2 separate regions of the Sus scrofa genome follow, and region 1 is linked to region 2. The links are chromatin contacts, called in public HiChIP or PLAC-seq maps. All regions are on one chromosome and are shown on one strand. The core of a region is the stretch at or near the end of the contact, and the rest is flanking DNA. Distances in the headings are between cores, read along the strand shown. Region 1 holds the start of NMRK2 (nicotinamide riboside kinase 2). Region 2 holds the start of EEF2 (elongation factor 2).

Evidence for each region. HiChIP or PLAC-seq counts read pairs in DNA pulled down with a chosen protein or histone mark.
Region 1: a contact with region 2 is called in an H3K27ac HiChIP or PLAC-seq map of skeletal muscle. The contact joins the promoter of NMRK2 here to the promoter of EEF2 in region 2. A contact is called at or near these places in 2 of 47 Hi-C or Micro-C datasets (heart right ventricle and skeletal muscle) and 1 of 2 datasets of contacts at active chromatin or transcription factors (skeletal muscle).

What each region holds. Positions count from the first base shown.
Region 1 is chr2:74,789,975-74,794,577 of Sscrofa11.1, forward strand. It overlaps NMRK2 (nicotinamide riboside kinase 2), which reads right to left and starts at 1,343. Exons shown (of 7, transcript XM_005661342.3): 1 at 1,048-1,343. The coding sequence starts at 1,073.
Region 2 is chr2:74,743,600-74,748,416 of Sscrofa11.1, forward strand. EEF2 (elongation factor 2) reads left to right here and starts at 2,942. Exons shown (of 15, transcript XM_003354002.5): 1 at 2,942-3,092; 2 at 4,115-4,329. The coding sequence starts at 3,090.

The sequences.
Region 1 (4,603 bases), core at 93-2,592, 45 kb after region 2:
GGGGGGGATAATTTGTGATAGGGACAGAGGGAAAGGATAGTGAAAAAAGCTATTGGCAAAATAGGATGACCAGCTCCTTCCAGCTTGCCCTCGGGTGGCTCTGATTTTAGTGCTGAAAAGTCCCAGATCCCAGGGACCCTTCCATGCCAGGAAAAAGAGGGCAGATGGTCACCCTAAGGACTCTGGACCGGGCTGATGAAGGACAGAGAAGGGTAACTGTCAGGCCTTTCTGGAAATGAGTGTCCCTTTGACCTGGTTGTCCCTGCTCTAGGAATCGGGTGGAAAGCTGGGTGTGGAGGTGGGGGAGCTTCAGCTGTTTAAAAGGGCTGATAAGAAAGGTGACCCCATACATTAGGGGGAGCAGGTTAGAACGGTGATCCTGATATTAATTTGTTGGGCCAGCTATGGAACACACAGACCCAGCACAGGAAGAAATAGGGGCCCTTATCTCACTTTATGAGGAATTTCAAGAGGGTGATAGAGCATTAATTGAGGGGGTGGGAGCCCCAGGCCACCCCTGCCTGTGCTCAGTGCTTCCCGGGCGTCATCCTAAAGGCTCGGTTATTGGTAATAAAATGGAGAGTTTCAATCCCAGGAAGGCAAGGCTCCTGCCAGAGGTCAGCAGAAGTGGCTTCAAAGGCAGGTGTCACACAGTCATAGGGAGTGCCATTCTGGGGACCCCTCTACCTGACCACATGCCTCCCTGAGTTTGGTGTCTCTCCACCCCCACCCCTACAGCAGCCCAGTGCCTTAAGGAGGGCCTGCCTGAGCTTTATAAAGTCTAATCCCACTCAGTCTAGTAGGGGTGGGGAAGGGATTTCCACTTGGAAATTTAAAGCTGGGTCTGGCACCCAGACCACTCAGACCACCAGACTGAACCACCTAGGGTAGAGACCGCACTCCAACCTTGGGCAGTGGGCCTCTGTGACCCGAGGCTCCAGGCAGCCCTCCATTTGTTCCTTGGCCCATACAGGGGCTTGCCCGCCCTATCCTGCATGCTCCACCATTGCCCACGCGAGGCGGTCTGCCACGGCCCCTGACACTCACCCTCCGATGCCCACGATGTATTTCATCTCTGCTTGGAGGGGCGGCGGGGACCGCGCTCGGCAGGCGGACTCCTGACTACCAGGCACCTGGCTAGGTCCGACCCCTCAATGCCCTTGGGCTCCGGCGCGAGTCCCAGCTTCATTGAGAAAACCCCGCACCTTTATAGGCCTGGGCAGCCTGGAGGCCGCCCCGGGGGAGGTGGCCCAAGGCCTATAGGGAGTGCAGTTTTCAAGGGGGAGGGTTCCCGGTGGGGGCACCAGCACCTGTTCTACCGGATGGAAATAGCTCCACGCTGTCTTTTGCCTAAATTAGTCACGGGCCAGCTGGGCAGGGGGGTGTGGGTGGATGTCACTCTGAAGCCTCTTCCCCGCCTCCCTTCCTCCTCCCACTCCTTGCTCCTAGCCAGACTGCCCATGGGACAGATAACCGGCCACACATCTTCCCTTCCTAAAAATATCCGGCTCAGTGTGTCCCCTCACCTGACCCTGACATTAAGGCTGGTTCTGGTGGCTGAGAGAGGGAACTCACCCCCACCCCCCACCTCTGTCTCCAGCCATAGCAGCCGGCCAGCCCCACAGGTCCCTGCACCACGGGGAACTTCCTTTCCTAAGGGTGTTGCTGCCAAGATAGGCTTAAAGTCCAGAGTGGTGAATCCCAAGATAGCTTTGTTCTGGTGACCCTGGCCATCAGAACATATCAACGTGACACCAGGGACCGTTCATCCAGTGCCCATGTGAGGCCTGGAGTTGCTGGGTTTGGCTTAAGGCTTCTCAGCAGCTGAGGGGTTGGGGAAGGTCTGGTCCTGCTGATTCCTGCTCTATCCCTGCCCCCTTACTGACCAGCTGGGACTACGTCACCAACCACACCTCCCCACAGACCAAATCTTTTGGTTTCAGGACCCCCTTTCACTCTTCAAAAGAACTGAGGACCCCCAAGGAGCTTTTGTGTCAATGGATTATCATCATCCACATTTACCACGTTACAAATTAAAACAAAACTTAGGAGTTCCCATTGTGGCTCAGTGATAACAAATCCGACTAGTATCCATGAAGATGCAGGTTCGATACCTGGCCGTGCTCAGTGGGTTAAGGATCTGGTGTTGCTGTGACCTGTGGTATGGATCGCAGACAGGACTTGGGTCCTGCATTGCGGTGGCTGTTGTGTAGGCCAGCAGGTGTGGTTCCGATTGGACCCCCTAGCTTGGAAACTTCCATATGCCGCAGGTGCGGCCCTAAAAAAAGTTATAAAAGTAAAAATAATGTATGCGTTCCCTCTGTGCTTCATCTGGTTAAGGATGTGGTGTCACCGCAGCTGTGGCTCCAATTCAATCCCTGGCCCAGGAACTTCCATATGCTATGACTGTGGCAAAAAAAAATGTAAATATAATATTTTTAATGAAGAACAATTACATGTAAAAAATTAAGAGAGTGGGCTTGATGGAGTTCCCTGGTGCTTCAGCAGGTTAAAAACTTGGTGTTGTCACTGCTGTGTCTTGGGTTGCTGCTGTGGCATGGGTTAAATTCCTGGCCTGGGAACTTCCATCTGTCATAGTCTTGGCCCAAAAAAAAAAAAATCGATGAAGCATGAAAATAGACATTTCAGAGTTCCGATTGTGGCTCAGCAGTTAATGAACCCGACTAGCATCCATGAAGACTTGGGTTCAATCCCTGTCGTCACTTAGTGGATTAAGGATCTGGAGTTGCCGTGAGCTGTGGTGTAGGTCACAGTCGGCTTGGATCCTGTGTTGCTGTGGCTCTGGCATAGGCCAGCGACTACAGCTGCGACTGGACCCCTAGCCTGGGAACCTCCATATGCCGCAGGTGCAGCCCTAAAAAGACCAAAAAAAAAAAAAAAAAAAAAGGCATTTCTTCGAATAGGGTATACTCGTGGCCAACAAGCACATGAAAAGATGCTCAGGTCACTATCAGGGAAATGCAGATCAAAACCACAGTGAGACACTCTCATACCCATTAGGATGGCCATAGGCCAAAAGATGGACCATAGCAGGTGTTGATGAGGATGGAGAGAAATGGGCAACTCTGAATGGGAAATGGGACAGTCGCTATGGAAAATAGTTTGGTGGGTTTGATGACGCAATTTCACTTCTAGGTATCTACCCAAGAGAAATGAAAACAGATCTCCACAGAAGCTTGTACATGAATGTTTATAGCAGTATAATCCACAGGAGCTGAAAGGTGGAAACAACCCAGGTGTCCATCAGCATATGATAAATAGGTACATAAGTTGTGGTGCATCCACAGACTGGGGTATTATTCTGCCATGAGAAAAGAGGGAAGCACTGACACTCACTACTATGTGGATGAACCTTAAGACCATGATGCTCAGTGAGAGAAGCAGACACGGAAGGACACATAGTGTGAAATTCTATGGATGGGAAATGTCAACAACAGGCAGATGCACAGAGACAGAGAGTGGATTCCTGGTTGCCAGAGGTTGGAGTAGAAATGCAGAGTGATTACTTATACGGTGTTCTTTTGGGAGGATGAAAATGTTCTAGAATTAGCTAGAGGTGAGGTTGCACAGCAGTGTGAATGCACTGTTACTGAAGTGTATACTTTACAATAGTGTTTAGTTATATACTGTGAATCTCACCTCAGAGAACAACAACAAAACGCTGAGAACCCTTCCAGCTGCAGTCAGAGCGAAAGGACATGTCATTACAGTAGAAGGATCAGAAAGATGTCCTGCTGCTGGCTGTGAGGGTAGAGGAGGGGCCAAAAGCCAAGGATGTGGATGCCTCCAGAAGCTGGAAAAGGCAGGAAACATTCTGCCCTGTAGTCTCCAGAAGGAACCAGCTCTGCCCACACCTGAATTTTAGCCCTGTGAGGCCTGTGTCAGCTCTACCTTCAGAACTGTCAGAGAATAAATTCATGTTGTTTAAGCTCCCCCCCCACAAATTTTTAAGGTAAAAGAATGTATTGTTCTACATTTTTGTAAACCTCTTAAATGTCTGACTTAGTAGAAGGCAGTTAGGTTCTCATATCTGCTTGTTCAGTCTGTTTGCATAGGATGTTTTGGTTGATGTGTAGGAAGAAAACCCAGCCTCAGAGAGAGAGGTGAGGAAGATTTTTTTTCGTTTTTCTTCTTTTTTCTTTTTTTTGGGGGGGCTGCACCCATGACATATGGAATTTCCCAGGCTAGGTGTCGAATTGGAACTATAGCTGCTGGCCTATGCCACAGTCATAGCAATGCCAGATCTGAGCCGAGTCTGCGACCTACACCACAGCTCACGGCAATGCTGGGTCAGGGGTCAAACTTGCATCCTCATGGATAGTAGTTGGATTTGTTACCACTGAGCCACAACAGGAACTCCAAGGAGGATTTTTTTTTTTTGAGAGGATTTATTTATTTATTTATTTTTTAAGGGCCATACCCAGGGCATATGGAGGTTCCCAGGCTAAGGGTCTAATCAGAGCTGTTGCCGCCAGCCTACGCCAGGGCCACAGCAATGCCAGAGCTGAGCCACATCTGCGACCTACACCACAGCTCACGGCAACGCCAGATTCTTAACCCACTGAGCGAGGACAGGGATCGA
Region 2 (4,817 bases), core at 1,692-4,191:
CTCGACCTACATCACAGCTCACGGCAACGCCATATCCTCAACCCACTGAGCAAGGCTAGGGATTTAAGCCTAGGGGTCTAACTGGAGCTGCAGCCGCTGACCTACACCAGAGCTACAGCAACGCCAGACCTACACAACAGCTCACAGTAACGCTGGATCCTTAACCCACTGAGCAAGGCCAGGGATCAAACCTGCAACCTCATGGTTCCTAGTTGGATTTGTTAACCACTGAACCAGGAAAGGAACTCCTTCATTTTTTTAAAACTTTTTTTTTCTTTTTTGGCCGCCCTGTGCTTATGGAGTTCCTGGGCCAGGGAGCAGATCTGAGCCACATTTGTGACCTAAGCCGCTGTGGCAACCCTGGATCCTTAACCCACTGTGCCAGGGATGGAACCTACATCCCTGTGGATGATGTGGATCAGCTATGGTTCCCATTGTGACACAGAGGGAACTTCAGAATTTCCTTTAAGACTGAAATAATATCCCACTGCATGGGTGGACTACAAAGCCTTTTTGCTTCACTTGGTTCTATAATTAACTATGTGACCTTGGGGAAATCGCTGAACTTTTCTGAGCCTCAGTTTGCTCCTGCATAAATGAGCCCACAAAATGCCCCAGGGGTGTGAGGAGTTTTAGGTGAATTAATTGATTTAAACGGTGGGGTTGGGCATCCAATAAGCGATCACATCAAAAGGCAGAGGCAGGGAGCGTGCAATGGCGGTCTTTGGTCAGCAGGGGTCGCTGCCGCTGCTTCGGTGCTCTCCCCGCGCCGCAGTGGGCGCATGCGCAGCGGAGCCACCTTGCAGAGGTTACTTTTTTTTCCCTTGTGATACTTCCCCGCCCTTTACTCTCGCCTTCTTTTATTACTGCAGACCCTAAGCCCAGCTGTAGCTACTTTTGCTCTCCGCTAAAGCTCTGCTCCTCCCTCAGGCTTCTGGGTCTGGAGTGGGGAGTGGTCCCCTAACCGTCTAGCCCCACCCCTGCTGCTGTGGGGTAGAACACCTCTGCATGGGTGGGGGGGTTACAGTGGGACGGAGATATATCTAAAATCTACTCATTTCCCTTAAACTCTCCCCGGCTTCTTTAACACCCAGCTAAATTCTCTCAATACGCAATCTATTCACTTGAGATCGAATTCAACCCTCTTAATGAAAACCTTTGCTTTTCATCTCTTAAATGCTACAATTTCCAAGGAAGTGCCCGGGAAGTGCCTCCTACGGAACGCCGCAACAGTGGGGTGATGAGTACTCGTAAACATTTTTAAAATTTAAGATAAAATTTTTACTTAGAGTGGGAAACGATACCCATCTCCAGAAAACGCGCCCCCCGAATGGCGCATGCGCTTGCCCTGTAAAATTAACCTGGAAAGGGTCCCGAACCTAGGCGCAGGTGTTTAGAGATCCCGGATTGAGCTTAAGGGGTGACATCTGCTGCCTGCCACCCTGCCTTTCTGAGCCTCCATCAGACAGTAGATAGCTAATGAGCAGCTTCTTCCTGCCTTTGTTTCCCCCTGGGTTAAACACGGAACGGTGCTGGCAATCTTTGATTAAATGAAATTAAGGCTGTGTGTGACGTGCTTTACAAAGCGAAATGCGCATAGTCTTGGTGGGGAGAGGGGCTTTATTTTTTTTTTTTCTTTTTTTGTAATGGCCGCACCCAGAGGATATGGAACTTCCTGGACCAGGAATCAAATCCCAGCCAGAGCTCCGGACCTAAACCACACCTGCCCTGACGGTGGATTCTTAACGAGGCCGCACTGCGCCACAGCGGGAACGCCGAGAGGGGCTTAAGTCCAGACCTGAGCTTGCAAGGCTTTTTACATGTGTACATCATCCCTTCTCCTAGCATAGGGAAAGCACTTCAGTCCCCCTTCTTTTGGCAGAATGAGTTTAAGGAAAGAAGTGGGTTAATTTGTGCTAATATCACTAATTGGTGCAAGAAATACTTATGAGCGCCTACTGTGTACCAGGCATTGAGTTGGGCTCTTTATCAAGGATAAAGATACTGAATTGAAAGCCAGCTCATTCCATCCAGTCAGAGATCTGAAATACAATTGTTTCTTAGGGTCATATTAGGACACAAATGCAAAGTAGTCTTCCTGCGCCTCCCCCTGGAAGGAAAATGAAATAGAAAATGGGATTATGCATGTGAAGAAGCGTTCAGCCCCTGTGCCCGCGACACAGCAAACCAGTTCCTGAAATAAGTGCTCATTGATAGTAATGATAGTTAATTAAAAAGAGCTGACGTGTATTGAGAACTGTGTCAGGTATGGCGGTAGTTTTACTGTTCCCCGGTGAGGCAGTACAGATTACTCCCATTTTACAGACAAGAAAACCGAACAGAAAATCCGAGTATCTACTGTAAGAACACTTACAGCGGTGGGACAGTAGGTATTTTGTTCACTGTTATATCCGCAACACCTACAGCCATGCCTGTTATAGGAGACGCTCAACCCGTCTCTTTGGAATAAATGAGTGCTTAAAAAATTACCTGCTTTTTAAAAATCTTATTTTAATGAAATAATTATAGACGTAGTTGCAAAAATAGTACAGAGAGGTCCCTAGTACCCTTTCCCCCAGCTTCCCCCATTACTGTCAATTTACATCACACTATCAAATCCAGGAAATTAACCTTGGCACATTCCACAGACCCTGTTCATATTGTAATGTGTTTTAATACAAATGTTTGGCATTTTACAAATTGATATCGTGCTAGGATTGGAGTAATATTCTCAGCTAAGGCTGAGCTCTTCCCTTTCTGCACCGGAGTATTGCATACCTGAGGCGTGCACCCACCTCGGGGCCAAACACGCCCCAGGGAAAATCTTAAGTGCTGAATGTAGACCCCCTACTTTCCAGCAGCCTTGCAGACGCCTAAGGGGTTACCCGGGGGGAGGGCGTCAGTGCGCCTGCGCGCAGCGATGCTTCACCCCGCCCCCGAAGCGCGATCAGATGACCCGCCCAACCGGCGTCGGCCTATAAAAGCTCGGGTGTTGACGTCAGCGTTCTCTTCCGCCGTCGTCGCCGCCATCCTCGGCGCGACTAACCTTACTCGGATCTGCCCGGTAGAATCCACCGCCATCCGTCACCATGGTGAGCAGTGCTGTCCAGAGGGCGGCCTGGAGCAGCGGCGGGGCCTCTGCAGGACCGGCGCTGCCAAGCCTGGAGTGCTGTGGCCTCCGGGACCGGGAGTAGACATGGCGGCTGCGGGGCTGGAGGGCCTGGGGCTGAGAAAGCGGTTGCCGCCATGTCTACGCGCTGCACTTCTCACCGAACTTCGCTTCCGGGGGCGCCGCCGCCCCGCGGGGTCCCCGGTCCTGCCGAGGCTGGGGCGGAGGCGGGGCGGTGGGGTATGATGATGTGGCAGACGCTGTAATGGCGGGCGCCGCTGTGCGAGCAGGGAGAGGGGAGCCGCCTTATGTAACCCGCGGGCCAGGAGTTTGAGTTCGATTTTCTGTCGGAAGTCGTGGGCGGCAAGGAAATGGCAAAAGGAAAGGAGAGTAAGACCCTTGGTAGCGCCCCATCTTACGCTCTGTAACCTTGGCATGATCCCTTGTCTTTACTGTATTTCCCAATTGTGAACACCTGATTCCGGGGCCACGCGGTGGAGGCTCGCGCCGGTTAGCACTGCGCAGGTCCCCCCACCTGACCGCGGGTGTCATTCAAGGAATCCAGGGTGGCGTGGGTGGCTCTGCCTGACCCCCGCAGCGAGGGGTGACCTTGGTTGTTTAAGAGGCTCTTTGGTTGGGGGAAGCCTGGAGGTACACACAGTGGCAACACAGTGTGACTTGGGGAGCTTCAGCTCTCCAGTATTCTTTAAATGGTCTCCGTGATACCCCGGTATTTACTCAGTTTAAAGGAAAGATGTCGCACTTTGGGACTTCTCAGTTTTCATTCTGGACTGTCATTCTTGAGTTGTGAGGACCAGGGAACGTGGTGAGAAGCATTTTTAAAAGAATGTCAACAAAGAGGGGGATTTGAGTGGGAGTTGGGGTGGCTCCAGGACCAACCCCCTTTGACCTTAGCCTAGCAGTGTCTATTGATCAAAGCCTTAGTGCCAAAACCCATTCCCTGAGAGCTGGGCACCTCTGAGACTCTCCTCCCCCCACCCGTAGGTGAACTTCACAGTAGACCAGATCCGGGCCATCATGGACAAGAAGGCTAATATCCGAAACATGTCCGTCATTGCCCACGTGGACCATGGCAAGTCCACTCTGACGGACTCATTGGTGTGCAAGGCTGGTATCATCGCCTCCGCCCGGGCTGGGGAGACCCGCTTCACTGACACCCGGAAGGATGAGCAGGAACGTTGCATCACTATCAAATCAACGTGAGCAATTCCTGGTGTCCTCTGGATGGGGAGGGACGGGGGAGGTGCTTATCTTGGTGGGTATGAAGGACAGACAGTAGCCTTCACTTACTTGAAGGCTTTTGGGGAGGTGAGTGGAACACCTTGGGGCTGCATTTTTGCACTATGAAGAGACATGAGGTTTCACCCAGTGAGATGGGAATCTTTATGTCCAGTGAAAAAGGCACAGTGAGGGTGATATTAATGGGCCTTGGAGAGCAAAGGGGGCAAGGGGCTCTTCTCAATGTCTGGAGACATCTAGGAGGATGCAGCTGGCAGCCAAGAAAGGATATACTGTTGAAAGTTTTCCCCTGTGCAAGGGAGCACCTTGTGAGTTTTCTGGCTTCAGAATGGCAACAGGGTGAGAACTGAAAGAAAAGCGACTGTAACTGGCAGTTATTTTCATTTGGTAACTTCTTCGTCATTGTTGATAATCAGCTGGGAATGGAGGGGAAGGAAGGATGAAAGGT